Regions from separate parts of the Mus musculus genome. Here region 2 is linked to region 1. A link is a contact called in public HiChIP or PLAC-seq data. All regions are on one chromosome and are shown on one strand. Each heading gives the region's core, a stretch centred on a gene start, on an enhancer-like site or on the middle of the called end of the contact. The rest is flanking DNA. Distances are from core to core; before and after follow the strand shown.

Region 1 (4,411 bases), core at 124-2,623:
AATATGGAAAGATTCAATGCTATGTCACTCAACAGTGAGGACAGGCTCTGAGAAATGAGTTTGTGGACAGGACTTGGAGCATGCTAGGCAAACACTCTCACAACAGAGGCCTGTCTCCAACACCCCCACCCCCCACACTATAGTTTTATATTCCTGGCAAAGCTGTAGGTGTGTTTATTTATACCACACTATACACCCGCAAGTAATGGTTTCAGCGACAATGTTAGGCAGCTCCGGCGTCACGAGGGAATAATTGTCATCTCATGACATTCTTTGAGATCCAACATCACATATGTGGTCTGTCGTTGACTAGATGTGGTTCTGTGGCTTGTGACTCTACCCGGCCATTTTGCACATATTCACGTAGATGTGGTCCTCATGTTCCTGCTCCCTCGGCCACGTGGATGCTGGGCTTCCCATTCTGAGCCCCCCTTTCCCACCCCTCAGTGTTTCAGGCCACAACTACCTCAGAGATCATTCTACATTCTCATGTAAGAATGGCAGCACCATACCATAATAATCCACTGCATGACTATGCTGGGTAAGTGTTCTACCACTGAGCTACACGCCCACCCCTTTAAATTCTTAGCTAAATTCAGGACTCCCTGAAACAGGCTCAGTGGTGGGTAAGACTACAGGAAGAGCAGTTGCAAAGCCCCCTCTCCTTAAAAAAATTAATTAATATTAATTAATTATGCTCACCGACAGAATCTGATGGAATGTATGTTAAGTTAGTCCTAATCCATCTGTCCAAAATTATTGCAAAGACCTAAAGTTTTAAACCATAACCTCAAGGCAGGATGGCAAGTTCAAGGTCAGACTAGAGTATATTAACAGACCTGTCCAAGGGGAGGGAGGGAGGGAGGGAGGGAGGGAGGGAGGGAGGGAGGGAGGAAGGAAGGAAGGAAGGAAGGAAGGAAGGAAGGAAGGAAGGAAGGGAGAAGGAAATGGTCTGAGGAACACACTGCCTTTTTGGCTGACTTTGCACTCACTGAGTGTGATGGTTTATATATGCTCAGCCCCTGCAGTGGCACTATTAGAAGGTGTGGCCTTGTTGGAGCAGGTGTGTCACTGTGGGCATGAGCTTTAAGACCCTCCTCCTAGCTGCCCGGAAGCCAGCCTTCTGCTAGCAGCCTTCAGATGAAGATGGAGAACTCTCAGCTCCTCCTGCACCATGCCTGCCTGGATGCTGCCGTGGTCATGCCTTGATGATAATGGACTGAACCTCTGAACCTGTAAGCCAGCCCCAATTAAATGTTGTCCTTATAAGACTTGCCTTGGTCATGGTCTGTTCACAGCAGTAAAACCCTAACTAAGACACCGGGCTGCCCCAGTGGTTTTGGGAGCTGATTCCACCTTGGAGCATAACTGAGGGATTGGACAGCCAATGTCTCCACCCTGTGGCCACTGCTAGAATCGCACATGTCTTGCTCTAGCTGTCCAGCCGGGACAGAGAATTTTGCATTTTCTGTGTCTTGCGACTGTGAAGGGGAAGAGCTTGAATTAAGAGGAAGGACAACAACCCTTGCCTGGCACTCCACTCCCCTGCCCTCCCCTTGATGTGGAAAGAGAACCCGAAACTTCCTGATCGCGCGTTTCCTGTGCTGTGCTCTGTTATCTCATCCTGATTCTTGACGTTTTCCATTGATTGCAGCCTGCCCAAGGGAAGGTCAGTCACTGTCCCTGTGGTGGGTATAGAAAAATGGGGGACAGAGTGATAGACAGTGAGGCAAGAAGATGCACAGATATTTTATTTTATTTTATCTTATTTTATTTTAATATCTCATGTACCCCAGGCTGGCCTCAAACTTTCCAGGTAGCAAAGGATGGCTTTGAACTCCTCATCCTCCTGCCTCCACCTTTCAAGTGCTGGGATTACAGGTGTGTGCCATCATACCCAGTTTTAACTGGTGCTGGGGATAGAAGCTAGGGCTTCCTACGGACTAAGGAAGAACTCTATTATTTAAGGCTATCTAAGTATTAGGCCTGGAACACAATGCCCAGAGGCCCCACATTGGTCCTTGTCACACGCAATGCCCAGTGTCCCAGCCATTGGTCCTTGTTGTCACCCAGACTCTCTTCCAGACCTGGACTCACTCACGTGCAGTTTCCTTGCTGCCTGCCCAAGCTTCCTTTGGATTAGACCCTACAAATATGGACCACGCAGCTCAGCAGAGCCCACAATGTACTTCTGAAACCCAAGAAACTGTCAAACCCAGAGTTCTCGACTGCCTGGGCAGAAAAGTGAGGAATGGGAATGGCAGAATCCATGGACACAGTTTAGTGGGGGCACCAAGAAGGATCATTGACCCCCCCAAACATCCTATTTATATAAATGACTTCCCTTCCTCTTTCCTTCCATCCATCTCTTCCTTCTTCCCACCAATACATAGGTCTTAGTTTTAAATGGAGACAGAGTCTCAAAGGGACCTGGAGATCAGCTATGCTCAGATGTCAACACTGTATGAAGAAATACCTTCAACTGCAAGGATAAAGCCAGCCAGGTGCTGGGTGTGGTGGCACATGCTTGTAATCTCAGGACTTGGGATCAGGAGTTCAAACTTATTCTTGGCTACACGTTGAGCTGAGGAGCCAGTGAGCAGGGGGGACAGGCCTCCTGCTGAGGTAGAGGTGAGCAGGCACCATGGTGGCTTCCTGAAAGTAACTCTCAAATGGTGAACAGAGTCTCATAAATAGAAGAGACCAGTGACCGAAGAAAAGATGTGATGTTTGTATGTCCACGGAGGAGGAGTGTGCATGACCCTCAGAAGTCAGAAAGTGGGGAGTGCTGAGAACAACTGGGGAGGCGTGAACCTGCTTGGATTTTTGTTTGTAAATAATTTTGAAGGCGCTGGGAATGTATTTTTAATGTTGGGAACGATTGAGGAATAATCATTGTAGAAAAAAAATGGAGAAGAGGCTAGAGACACAGCCAGTTACTAAGAGCATCCACATGGAGACTCACAACCGCCTGTAACTCCAGTCCCAGGGGAGCTGACACCCTCTTCTGCCCTCTGTGGGTGCTGCACAGTGTGGCGACAGACATTCACGCAGGCAAACAGTCAGACACATAAAATAAAGTAAAAGAAATAAGCTTCAGTGCCTGGAAATAATTAAAGAAAAGCTGAGCCACGCCGCACTCTGAGAGACCTAGAACACCATTCTTACATCTTTGAAACTTTCTCTCTATGCTGCTGACTTAATTATAGTTAGCTATAATTAGCAAAGACTCACCCCTGTGAATCTGCCCTCCTAACACTTTGGAAGTTGAGACAGGAGGATTGCTGCAAGTTTGAGGCCAGCCAGGACTAAAGAGTGAAGCCCTATCTCAATGAACAAACAAACAAACAAACAATAAACAAACATCTTAGTTAACGTGCCTTTTCTCCCATTCTCTATCATGCCCATCTTTCCCCATCCCTCCTTCCTGTATTTAGCTTGTGTTTATCAACTATCTGCAAGACCCCGGCTGGTGCCATAGCCCTGGGGATGGGGAAGTGAGGACATAAACAAGTTTTCTGCTCCCGGGCTTCTCCTTCTTCCTCCCACTGCTTGTCCCCAACAACGAACTTCTGGTGGTGGCTGCCACAAAGAAGAGTGCTCACGTGCTTCTGTAGAAATGAACTATAAAAAGCCTGGAGGGTGCGAGTTGACTCAGGGGTAAAAGTGCTTGCCTCTGTTTTGAGTTTAACCCCCAGAAGCCATGTTAAAAAGCTGGACGCAGTGGTGCAAGCCTGTAATGTTAACACTGCTACTGTGAGGTGGGAGGTATAGACAGGAGGATGTCCTAGAAGCAGAAGCAGTGGATAGAAATACATCTTGGTTTCATGATAGGAAGAATGCACATGGCTGTCTGTGTATGTTCCACCAAGCATGCTATTCTCCTGGATTCCAGTCACAGCTTCCTACTGTCTCTGGTTAGCCTGCCCCCTCTTTATGGTCAGGAAAGTGTCCTTCCATAAGGTCTTCAAGGCGAAGGTTTCGTATATTTTTTAGGTGGGTGGGGAACACTTTGTGTGGGACCCTCTCTCCCCATAGTTGCTCTGTGGGGTCAACTATGAAACGGTATTCACTGCTCTTAGGTGTCCTGTGGTGTCTCTGTGTGTCAGAGTCGGAAGAAGGGCAGTGTTGACTTTCTGTTATCCTGGCAAGTCTATATGTTGGGAAATTTCCAGCACTAGTTATTGTAGGAAGCAGACAATGGCTCTCGACACAGGCACATCACTAAATGAGTCCTAGAAAGACACATCAGAGTGTCCTCTCTCCTACATAATTGAATCTATGACATGTGGCATCTTGCTGCATCTCTGATAACCCAGGTAAGTGGCCCAGTGACTGATGGATAAGATTAATGTCCAAAGGGCTGGAGAGATGGCTCAGTGGTTAAGAGCACTGGCTGCTCTTTCGGAGG
Region 2 (4,627 bases), core at 760-3,259, 48 kb after region 1:
GAGGAGGAGGAGGAGGAGGAGGAAAAGAAAAAGAAAACCTGGGATTAACAGAGAGGATGGGCCCTTTCCTTCAGCCCCTGTCACTACCTCAATCCTTAAACTGATGCACTGATTTGGTTTCTGTGAACAAGGGAGGCTCCATTAGAGGAGAATCAACTACAAACATGGAGAATATTGGAGAGCAAAGTAGCTGAAAGCCTGTCTTCCATCCTGCTTGACCCTCAGCCCTAAGAAGAGGAACCTTGGAGGGATTCTCTGAGTCTCTTCCAGCAGTTAATGGTTCCTTGGAGAAGGGACACAGGGGATCTTGGAGGGGGTAAGTGGGTTCCTCGGGGCACTGAGAAACCCCATAGACTGCCTAGGCTCCTCCTTGTGTCTCTGGTGGTCCCTCAGAAGTCCCAGAACCAGTGATGAAGCTGGTACCCAGAAGGGAAGTCGGGGTACCCAGGTCAGAGCCACCTTTGAGAGAGGGGAGCTGATGAGCTAGGGTATCATTCATCTATGGAGAATGGAGACAGGGCCAGAGACCTGGGAATGTGTACTTGAGTCTTAACAGGACAGGAAGTCACAAAGAGCCAGTGATGTGATTCAGAGCCTGTTTCTAGAAAGTTTCAGGCCTGAGCCTGTCCCATGGTGCACAGAGAATCCCCACCAGGGGCTGATGAGATGGCTCAGGGGGGAAAGGCCCTGCTTACCAAGCCTGATGACTTGAGTTTGACCCACAAGGTGGAAACAGAGAATTGACACTCAGAAGTTCTCTGTTCACTCACACACTCCAAGGGAAGTCCCCTAGAAACAAATACATGAACACACAAACAAATAAATAAAATAACACAGTCGTTTCTAAGGACACAGGTCCCCACTGTGCCTGTGTGCGCACACACATGTACTGGTGCACATATAGTATCACACGTACCACACATGCTCTCATGGAGGCGCGTGTGCACTCACACTCCCTGTCCTGAATCTCTCACTAGCCAAGCTCAGCATGCTGAGGTTCCTGGCTTCCTTCTTCCATGAGGGAATGGCAGGCCTGGACTCAGGCTGCCCTGGCAGGAAGGAGGCTTACCTGGGACCACGAACACCTCAACCTTGAAGGACTTATCGATCTGTAAGTAGGCATCATAAAAGAATCCTATATCCACCATACACATGTAGGTGCCTGCATCCTCCAGGGTGAGGTTCTCCAAGGTCACTGTGAAGGTGAGGTTGTCTGGATGGTCCCTGATGGACACTCGGCCATTCCTAGCTTCTTCTGAGGCACTGGTCTTGACAATATCTTTACACAGTACATTAGATTTCCATTTGCACCAGATTTTTTTTTTAGTTTTCAATTTCTTCTCATACTGACAGGACACACTGAGTGACTCCCCCACAGTGCCTGTGACAGTGCTGGGACCACGCACAGGGAAATGGCCTGGAAAACACAGACCTCAATTCTGCACCCTGACCGCTGGGGAGTAGGAAGTCTTCCCTTGCGTCAGGTCTTAGAAAACCCTCTGGTCTTGAGGAAACCATGAGAAAGGAGACAGGCTTTGTCAGATCAGGAGTCAGGACTGAGGTCATAGAGAGATTATAAAATAAATAGAGATTATGCGGTTATGGCACTGACTGTCACAGGTGACCCTCCCAGTTGTCCTGAATCTGCCTCAGGTGTGGTAGACATGACTGTATTGTGCACAGAAACCTGGCAGCCCCTGGGGAGCAGATGCTGATGGTCCTGGACCCCACCCAACCCCACCCTTCCTGCTTCTCTCTAGACCCCTCTGCCTGTGCTGACTTCTCTCTCTGTCCCTCTCTCCCACCTCCCATAGATTTCCCCTTTCAAGTAAACCCAATACACCTACCTCCATGCATATCTGAAACCAAGGAGAGTAGCACAGCTGAAGGCAGCCACAATCTTATTACTCTGGGATTCATTTCTTCAGCTCAGCTGTCTCCTGCACCCACACCAGGGCCAAGAGAGGAGAAGGACATGTCTCCTTCTAGACAGTAGAATGCCCTCTTGCCTAGTTCTCCTTTCTGTCTTCTGCTTCCTGGTCCCTGGCTCTCACTTCAGGCTCCAGATGAACAGGTGCAGGAAGGGCTCTGTTGATGTTCCAGGCCTCAGAGGCTTTGGTTCCTACCACACCCAACAAGTGGGGAAACCCACGGCTGGGGACTGAGGATGCCATCTGTCCCCTAGCCTTTACCCAAGGGCTTCCACCCTCCTGCCAGAGGCCTGGGGAGCATTTCTGTTTCTGGTCAGGTTGACCACCCTCTGTGACAAGCCCCTTCCTGAGTGGATTGGAAAGCTGCCATTCTGTTGCTCTAACTGTGTGATCACAGAGCAATCACCTCCTTCCAAATATCAGATTATAGGGCACTCTTAGTCCTTGGGGTGTCTAGGACCATTTCCGGGTTCACACTGCTGGTCAAGGTCATGCTGTGACCTGATCCCTTAATCAGAGTTTATCTGGGTGCTGTGTCCCCACAAAGAGTACAGACCTGTAGGTCACAGCTTTCACTTCTCTTGTCTTATTCTGTTTGGTTTGTTGTTTTTCTGTGGCAGAATCGCTATCCTAGGCTGGCGTCTATGTAGGTAAGGAGGACCTTGAACTGATCCTCCTACCTCCAGCTCCTGAGTCCAGCAGTTTAAGGTGTTTGTCACCACAGCCCATCCATGCTGTGCTCAGGATTGAACCCAGGGCTCTACGCATGCCAGACAAGCTCTCTGCCGACTAAGATGCATCCACAGCCCTGATTATTTGAGACAGTATCTCACACTGCAGCCCCACCTGGGCTCGAATGCAGTATTTAGCTGAAGCTAACCTTGAACTCAGAAATCTCCCATCCCTTGAGTGCCAGGCCTTGATGGGAGCCCCCATGCATGGCAGCTCTGCCTTCTTGAGTCTCCTGGCCCCATACCTAGACATGGGCATAATTTGAGGTAGGTGCTGTGTGGTAGAATGAAAGAATGACCTCAGATCTCTCCTTTCTGATGACTCAGTTTCCCAATGTTGGCCATCCACTTCCCTTTCATGTTGGGGAAGAAGGGAAAAGGGGGAGTCTGAGAGCCTGGTGAGCCACCTGGCCATAGAGGTACCTACACCCCTCTGATCTACAGCCATATCTGCAGGCTGTGGTGACATTTTGAGGGGACCTTTACACTTATGGTTTGCTGGGTTTGGACTCTCCTGGGTTCATTCCTGAGAACAATCCTTATTCCACTCACTTCCAATCCCCATTGACACAGAATGCAGATGTTCTCCCTACTAACACAGAATGCAGATGTTCTCTCACTGTATCATTTTCTTGCCTCTCACTGATTGACCATCAGGGTATCTGCCTGCATTTTTCTATGTCCACTGTTTCTTTTTGCTCTACAGAATATCAAATCAACAAGAGCTCAGAAACCACTTATTGTATTCACTGAAGGACTCTAAGGCATGGTCACTGCTTGCTATCTGTACCTTATCACTGTTCTATTGCTGTGAGGAGACACCATGACTACAGCAGCTAGTATAAGAGAAAACATTTAACCAGGGCTGGCTTGCACTTTCAGAGGCTTGGTTCATTGTTATCATGGTCAGCATGGTGGCAAACATGGCAGGTATGGTCCTGGAGACAGCAGAGTGACATCCTGATTTTCAGGCAGACAAAGAAAGGCAGAGAGAGGTGAGAAAGAGAGGAGAGATGACAGATGAGCGGGAGGAGAGAGAGAGAGAGAGAGAGAGAGAGAGAGAGAGAGAGAGAGAGAGAGAGAGAGACTGAGAGAGTCAGACGGAGAGAATGATCAGTGAAGAGAGAGAATTGATCAATGATCAATTGGGTGAGCTTTTTGAAACCTCTAAGCCCACCTCCAGTAATACACTTCCTCCACAAAGGCCACACCTCCTCATCCTTCAAAACCTATCAAGCAGTTCCCCTCTCTGATAGCAAAGCTTTTGAAAATATGAGCAGGGGTTAGGGGTGGTTGTGGCAGTTTGTGGGGTCATTCTTATTTGAACCACCACAATATCCAATAAGCTCCAGTGTGTCCTAATAGCATAAGTGGGTGGTAGATTCAGAATCAGCATGCCTATGTCTACAGGTATCTGCTAAGTGGTGGGATTTTTAGAGGCTCTGATGCTGGCAAATTCATCGTGGTGCCCTGGCAGCTGAAGCAGATGGGCATTAGGCTGGAGGCCCCCTTTGCACAAGCAGGTGAGATCTAGCTCTAGGAAGAGCAAGGCTGGACAAAAGGACCTAATGCATTTTTCTGGACGTGAAATTGTTTTCACATTTGAACCAGGTCAAAATGTCATGGGCCTGGGAAGAGTGTGTCAGGGCCCTACGAGGAAGGAGCATCGGTCAGAACTCACCCAAATGTCTCCATGCTTCCCCAGAGGAGGCAGCCCGAGCACTAGGGTATCTGTGCCTGAGAAAGGGAATTCTCAATACTGCTCTGAACCAAGGGGCACAGGAGCACTTCACCTCCTGTCCTGAGCTGTGGATAATGGAGACCAGAGAATGTGGGGTCACACTCAGGACTGTTCCTTTGATGACCTCTGACCTCTGCTATTTCCTCAGCACAGGACTTGACTCATAACACAGCACACAACTCTTAACTAACTCAGCAATGAGATCATGCCAAACACTCTGATCC

What was found. HiChIP or PLAC-seq counts read pairs in DNA pulled down with a chosen protein or histone mark.
Region 2: an H3K27ac HiChIP or PLAC-seq map of the HPC-7 cell line shows a contact between it and region 1, with 7 times the contacts expected there. The contact joins the promoter of Cd300c here to the enhancer-like site in region 1. A contact is called at or near these places in 1 of 39 promoter capture datasets (macrophages), 10 of 484 Hi-C or Micro-C datasets (the BV-2 cell line, the HL-1 cell line, bone marrow-derived dendritic cells and 6 more), 3 of 115 datasets of contacts at active chromatin or transcription factors (the HPC-7 cell line, embryonic stem cells and neural progenitor cells) and 3 of 9 other capture datasets (adipose tissue, bone marrow-derived macrophages and liver).

Annotation. Positions count from the first base shown.
Region 1 is chr11:114,911,603-114,916,013 of GRCm38.p6, forward strand. No RefSeq gene overlaps it. Among named protein-coding and RNA genes, the nearest start is that of Cd300lb, 21 kb to the right of the region's middle. Within about 2 kb of position 1,374, at least 37 of the 459 cell types and tissues checked have an H3K27ac peak or open chromatin away from gene starts, as enhancers often do. A contact at or near this core is called in the BV-2 cell line, the HPC-7 cell line, bone marrow-derived macrophages and 1 more, where this site is marked.
Region 2 is chr11:114,958,498-114,963,124 of GRCm38.p6, forward strand. Cd300c (CD300C molecule) reads right to left here and starts at 2,010. Exons shown (of 4, transcript NM_001368239.1): 1 at 1,848-2,010; 2 at 1,070-1,417. The coding sequence starts at 1,920.